Linked DNA regions of Sus scrofa: region 1 is linked to region 2. The links are chromatin contacts, called in public HiChIP or PLAC-seq maps. All regions are on one chromosome and are shown on one strand. Each heading gives the region's core, a stretch centred on a gene start, on an enhancer-like site or on the middle of the called end of the contact. The rest is flanking DNA. Distances are from core to core; before and after follow the strand shown. Region 1 overlaps PRKCE (protein kinase C epsilon type). Region 2 overlaps PRKCE (protein kinase C epsilon type).

Region 1 (3,139 bases), core at 70-2,569, 180 kb before region 2:
ATAGCCCGGGAACTTCTGTATACCACAGGTGTGGCCCTAAAAAAGAAAAAAAAAAAAAAAAAAAAAAAAAGAAAGAAAGTCTCGATGGGCACGGGATATGGATCCAGACTGCCTGGCTGTGTGTCCTGGCCGCACGTACTTAGAAACTGGGCAACCTTTGGGCAAATTACCTAACTTCTCTGTACCTTAGTTTTCTCACCTGTGGAATGGGAATGGGAATAGAAATAGCCCAGATCTCATAGGATTACAGTGAACATTAAGTGAATTAATGTACAAAAATATTTAGAACCATGCTTGGCATGTATTAAGTACTCAGTAAATATTATTGCCACTGCTGTTAGCATTATCATCATTATCTACTCTTGAGCAGAACTCTGGAATGCTGATCTTTTGCAGCTCGCTTCTTTCACCTAGTATATTGTTTCTGAGGTCCATTTATATTGTAGCATGTGTCAAGAGAGCCCGTCCCTTTTTATGGGTAAATACTATTCCACTGTATTGGGGATAACAGATTTTGGTCACCATTTCTCCAGTTACGTGTGAGTTGTTTCCACCTTTGGGCTGTTAATAATACTGCTATAAACAATTATGTGCAAGTCTTTGTCCCCCTCCTTTTCTTTAAGGCTCGTATGTTTTGAGGGAATTCCCACTGTGGCTCAGCAGGTTAAGAACCCAACTGGTATCCGTGAGGATGTAGGTTTGATCCCTGGCCTCACTCAGTGGGTTAAGGGTCCCGTGTTGCTGTGAGTTGCGGTGTAGGTTGTAGATGTGGATTGGATCTGGCGTTGCTGTGGTGTAGGCCGGCAGCTGTAGCTCTGATGCGACCCCTAACCTGGGAACTTCCAAATGCTGCAGGTGTGGTCATAAGATGAAAAAAAAAAAAGGCTCATACTTTTTGAGATTCAAGCATGTTCTGCCTCCCTCATGTTGGTTGAAATGATAAAGCGAATGCAGTCATTTAAAGGTACCTTTGAATGTGATCTTCCAAACCCTCTCCTGTTTGGATTGGGCACGGTGCCCTCTCCAGCTCTTTGCATCTCTAGACACGTGCAGGAAATAAACATGTCAGAACATGGCAGCAACAGTAGAGACCAGAGGAGAGGTATGTGGGGTCATCATTTTACTGTCATGAGCTGTTCTGTTCTGAAAGGGAGCAGACCCCAGGTTCTGTCTGAACAGAAGCTGTGCATTAGCAGAGGGGGCATGGAGGCTGGGAGAAGGGCTGACATGTGTGAGAAGGGGGGCCAGCCAGATGGCTTGGTTTATCCGCCTCAGGGCCGGACCGGGAAGAAGCCCAGGTTGGCCAGGTGCTGCCTGGAGGCTTCCATGCTGCTTAGCCCCTGGGAGGCTGGGCCTCTGCCCTGGCACCTGAGCTCTCTGGGGAAGCAGGGGTGGCAGCGACTGGGAGACGCCTGTTGTTCCTCAAGTTCAGCAATTAGCGCCCTCTCTTTCAGGGCAGACCTCCTCTTAGCTCTAATCTGAAATGTCAGTTATTACACTCGTTTGATTTAAGTATAGAAGCGCCTCGGTTATGCTCTCAAGAGTAAGACAGAAATAGCTAGTCAGTGTGGGTGAGTAATCTTCTAAAAGCATTCACAGGGATCATCCTTGCCATGGCATTATGCACTCCTCCAAGTTGGAGTGAATGTCAGGCGTCCGTCCGGCATTTAGAGTTGGGGGAGGGGAGGCGGGCAGTTAGGGGAATCCTGAGTTAAATCCATCAGAGTTTCTGTCCTGGGTCATCCACCAAGCACTTGGTATTCTTTCAGTTCCCAATGTGGGACTGGTTGGATTTTACAGGAGGTACTGAAAAGCATGGGACACAGCCCTTGGGTCCTGGATTAGGTGCCGATTACAAGCAGTAGCTCCTGTGCACAGGTGCGCCTCTGCGTTTGAAAGTGTCGCATGCAAGGGGCTGTAAGAGTCATTAGCACTGGAGTGGGGAGGGGTTCCTTTGGACTGGGGCAATCTGGAAGGTTTCCTAGAGGAGGCAGCTGGTGAAAAGGTGAAAATATTGGGGATCGATTGTTTTGCTTTTACTTGATTCTCTCCTGCCTTTGTCTACCAGGGGCGGAAGCACCTTATACAAGAAAGTTCCCAAACATAAATAGAAAATTGAGGCCGCCAAAGGGAAAAAAAAAGTGGCTAATCTCGTTGCTCTGATGGAGCCCTGCATTTGGTTTTAAGCTTCTTGGCAGCCTGGCCATAATGAGAACCAGGTTAATTATATAGCTCCCTTGATCAGAAAGGGGAAAATCTCCCAGCTCCTGAAGGGAGGCAAAATTCTTCCTGGCACATTTTTCCCAAATCATTTTCTCATGTAGGAGTTTGTACCAGAGACACAGGGGCATAAAGGACATTGATCCATCAGCAACAAAAGCCTTTATGAATATGGAGATTGGATGCCAAGGAGTGACACAGTGAAGGTAATCAGGCCAGTGGCTAAGCTGGCAGGATCCTGTTATGTGGCTCTGGGGGCTTGGGCTTGAGGCAAAATGAACTTAGAATCATTCACTGGAGGCGTAGACAAAGGCGAAAGCCTGATGGAGCCTTTCTCGTGGGAATTCAGAGGGGAAACCTCCTCGGCCCTGGTGAGATGATACCCAGGGAAAGGATGCAGAAGCCGTCTCCCTGAGTTCCCACTGGCCAGCGTGTAATTACCATGTCTGGGGATCAGATTTGGTGCTGAGTGTCCTGGAAGCCAGGGGCACAAAAGGAAACACACGTCTGGTTCCAGAGTCTGGAGCTGGTCTTATCTCTGTCACCAGCACCCTTCAGTAGGCTGTGCCTTATTGGATGTGAATTGAGGCCTTAAAGCACCTGCTCTGGTCTCTGCCAATTTCTCAAGCAGTTGAAGTCTAGAAAGGGTATTTTTAACTTTAAAAAATAAATCCAAGATAGGCACAAATCTGGAAAAGATTGCATGCCAGTAGGTTGGCTTTGCCACTTTTTTTTTTTTCTTTGCTTTTTAGGGCCACACCTACAGCATGTGGAAGTTCCCAGGCTAGGGGTTGAATCTGAGCTGCAGCTGCCAGCGTATGTCACAGCTACAACCATGCCGGATCTGAGCCACATCTGCGACCTACACCACAGCTAATGGCAACGTTGGATCCTTAACCACTAAGTGAGGCCAGGGATC
Region 2 (3,112 bases), core at 573-3,072:
AATTCTGCAGATGCTTAGACCTTCCCGTATGGATCCTTTAGGTAGTGATCTTGAGAAAGGAGATGTGCTCCCTGAGGGATGAAGAGCGTAATCCCTTTTGGGAAGAAGAGATTCAAATTCTGTCAATTTTTAAAAACCTGCTTCTTTAAAAATTTTCCCATTGTTGGGCGTTCCTTTTGTGGTGCAGCGGAAGCAAATCCGACTAGTGACCATGAGGTTGCCAGTTTGATCCCTGGCCTTGCTCAGTGGGTTAACCATCTGACATTGTCCTGAGCTGTGGTGTAGAACGCAGATGCAGCTTGGACCCCATGTTGCTGCAGCTGTGGTGTAGGCTGGCTGCTGTAGCTCCAATTCGACCCCTTGCCTGGGAACTTCCATATGTTGTGGATGTGGCCCTAAAAAGCAAAAAAAATGCCATTGTGTGTAGCTTTGTAATGGTACTTCAATAAAAATACACCTTGGGGGGTGGTTAATAGATGGTGGTGGTGGCCTATCACAGGTGTATTCCTTGACCTACCCCCAAGGTCATCTGCAGAATACCCTGTGACCTCCTATCTCTCTCTGCCTGGGGGTGACCTAAGCCACGGCGTTATGGGGTAGGGGCTAAAAATCTGATGGCCTCCCCCTTTAGGTGGTTTGATTTTAGGAAAATTCCTCTTAGTTGTCCATCATTATTCTGATGGTAGCTGCCAGTTTTCAGCCACGTGGAGGTTGTACATTTGTAGAAGCCAGTGTGGATGTCTTGGATGAAGGGGGTGTTGGCTGGCAACTCAGTGCATCTTGTGGGTTTTTGAGAACCAGGATGAGTATTTTATTTTCCAAGAAAGGACACAACCGAGAGTAAGAGGTGATGCTATTCATGATGACGCTGAGAAAACAGGCAAAATTCAGGACCCTGTTGGGTGAACCCACGTTCTCCCTCCTACCCTATCCCTGTCCTGAATTTCCTGCATTGTTTTTATACTTGACCTCTGGGTCCCTTTTAACATCCCACCCTTCTCAGCCCCATCAGCCCTTCCAGAAACTCTTTGTTCAGTGAGCAAACCTTTTCTGGCCTCTCGTCTTCATTCTTTTCTGTGGACCTCTTCTCTTTGGCCTAAACTTTGCCTTTTCCTGATTATTTGACCATGAATTCACTGTATCATGCCTTACTCAGCAACTTTCAGAACAAAGGCAAAAAGGCACAAATCTGCTTAAACTAAGTGTGTATTTGCAGATATACACAGTACCAGTTTTCTTGCTCGCTCATGTACAATCTCAAGGACCTTGGCCCCCTTCACGATAGACGACACTGTGAACAGCCAGGGCAGAGGCTGGTGCTCCTTCCCAGTCAGGAGAGGCGGCTTGGAGCTCTCTGCCCGCACGGAGTCCTGTGGCCGAGTCAGCACTCAGGAATCCAGCGCAGTAGGCTAATTCCCCACTGGCTCCAACCCCGTCCAACCCCAGTGAGATCCAACCCAGAGCACCCCGCCAGGGTGGAGGAGGTGCAGGACTGCCACTTTCCAAGTTATTTTTTCTCCTGGAAAATATGTAAAAAACAAAAACAGACCACTCGGCACCATACTCCCCTGCACCTGCTCCCTGTGGTCACTGTGAGTCCTTAGTGGCATAGTGGAGGTTGGTGCATCTAGAGAAAGAGAAATTGGATAGAAATGTAAAATATTATTAAACCTCTGACGAGTTTATCTTGGTAGTGGTCCAGTAGTGACAGACAGGAGACAGGCTTGTGTAAAGCCAGCAGCGTCGCCTTCCTCGGGGTCACTATTTACACTCCCCGATAAGCAGCCTTACTGTCAGGTGGTCATGCCTGGGAGTTGACCTTTCCACAGCTCTGTCATCATTTTATAGCCCACAATCCTGGAGAGTAGAATCAGAGCGCTCTCTTTCAGTAGATTACAAAAGGCTTTCAAGGAGACATTTCCAACCCTGTGTCATTAAGAGAAAATGCAAGGACAAAAAACAAAAGTGTTTTACTTAAGTGACTCCAGTGGCTGTTAGTTAGTGTACTTTTGAGTCCTGCTTGCCGTAGATCATTGCGGGGACCTGCTGTTGTTGCCGAGATGTGGGTGTAACCCATCCCCTCACCAGGCTGGGCTGCCAGTGAACGGCTGGCAAGTACATTCAGGGAACACGTGCACACACCCCCCCTCGCCCCCGTGTAACCCCAGAGTCTCCTGGCTTAGCTGAACTCATGTTTAGAACTCATCTCTGGCCGCTGCCTTCTATCCCTCACTTAGTGGCTCCTAGAAACTGCCATCTGCACTGCAGATTGGAGGCCGTCCTCATTTGAAGACAAGCACAGACCCCATTTCCAGCCCAACCCCTGCCACTTGAGCCTGCATGTCTGTGAAAGGGGTGAGAAGCTGGATCAAGGGCCATTAGGGTTGAGAGGCGTGGCCTCCAAAGTCGTGTTTGCCTACCGCTTGGGCCAGGCTGGGTGAGCCACCGAGAAATGGGAAACAAACAATAGGCTTTCCATTCGTATCTACTCTCTTACCTAAGGACAAGAAAATAATTTCAACTTTTAACTTTTGAATATTTATTTTTTCCATTATATTTGGTTTACAGTGTTCTGTCAATTTCTACTGTGCAGCGAAGTGACCCAGAATATATATACATTCTTTTTCTCACAGTATCTTCCATCATGCCATTTTAATATTCGTTATATGAATTGCCAATTCTCTATGTTTATAAGAAAGTAAACCCATCTATCAAAAAGTTTTTACTGATATTTGCAGCCCAAAATATTTGAAGACCTTTGGCTTAGTCCAACCAGGTCCAAGGAATGGAAGAAGCAGAGTGCCTTTTTTTGTTTTTTGGTTTTTTTTTTAGGGCTGCACCTGCAGCGTATGGAAATTCCCAGGCTAGGGGTTGAATCGGAGCTACGGCTGCCGACCTATACCACAGCCACAGCAACGCGGGATCCAAGCCATGTCTGGGACCTACACCACAGCTCACAGCAACACCAGATCCTTAACCCACTGGACGAGGCCAGGGGTCAAACCTGTGTCCTTATGGATACTAGTCAGGTTTGTTACCACTGAGCCATAACAGGAACTCCTGCAGAGAGCTTGTTAATCAGAGCCAGAGTGAAGGTGATTACGTGTGTTCA

Evidence for each region. HiChIP or PLAC-seq counts read pairs in DNA pulled down with a chosen protein or histone mark.
Region 1: an H3K27ac HiChIP or PLAC-seq map of skeletal muscle shows a contact between it and region 2. The contact joins two enhancer-like sites. A contact is called at or near these places in 5 of 47 Hi-C or Micro-C datasets (embryonic fibroblasts, heart right ventricle, liver and 1 more) and 1 of 2 datasets of contacts at active chromatin or transcription factors (skeletal muscle).

The regions. Positions count from the first base shown.
Region 1 is chr3:94,754,116-94,757,254 of Sscrofa11.1, reverse strand. All of the region lies in intron 2 of PRKCE (protein kinase C epsilon type), which reads left to right. Among named protein-coding and RNA genes, the nearest start is that of PRKCE, 110 kb to the left of the region's middle. Within about 2 kb of position 1,319, at least 5 of the 83 cell types and tissues checked have an H3K27ac peak or open chromatin away from gene starts, as enhancers often do. A contact at or near this core is called in skeletal muscle, where this site is marked.
Region 2 is chr3:94,574,026-94,577,137 of Sscrofa11.1, reverse strand. All of the region lies in intron 3 of PRKCE (protein kinase C epsilon type), which reads left to right. Among named protein-coding and RNA genes, the nearest start is that of PRKCE, 290 kb to the left of the region's middle. Within about 2 kb of position 1,822, at least 36 of the 83 cell types and tissues checked have an H3K27ac peak or open chromatin away from gene starts, as enhancers often do. A contact at or near this core is called in skeletal muscle, where this site is marked.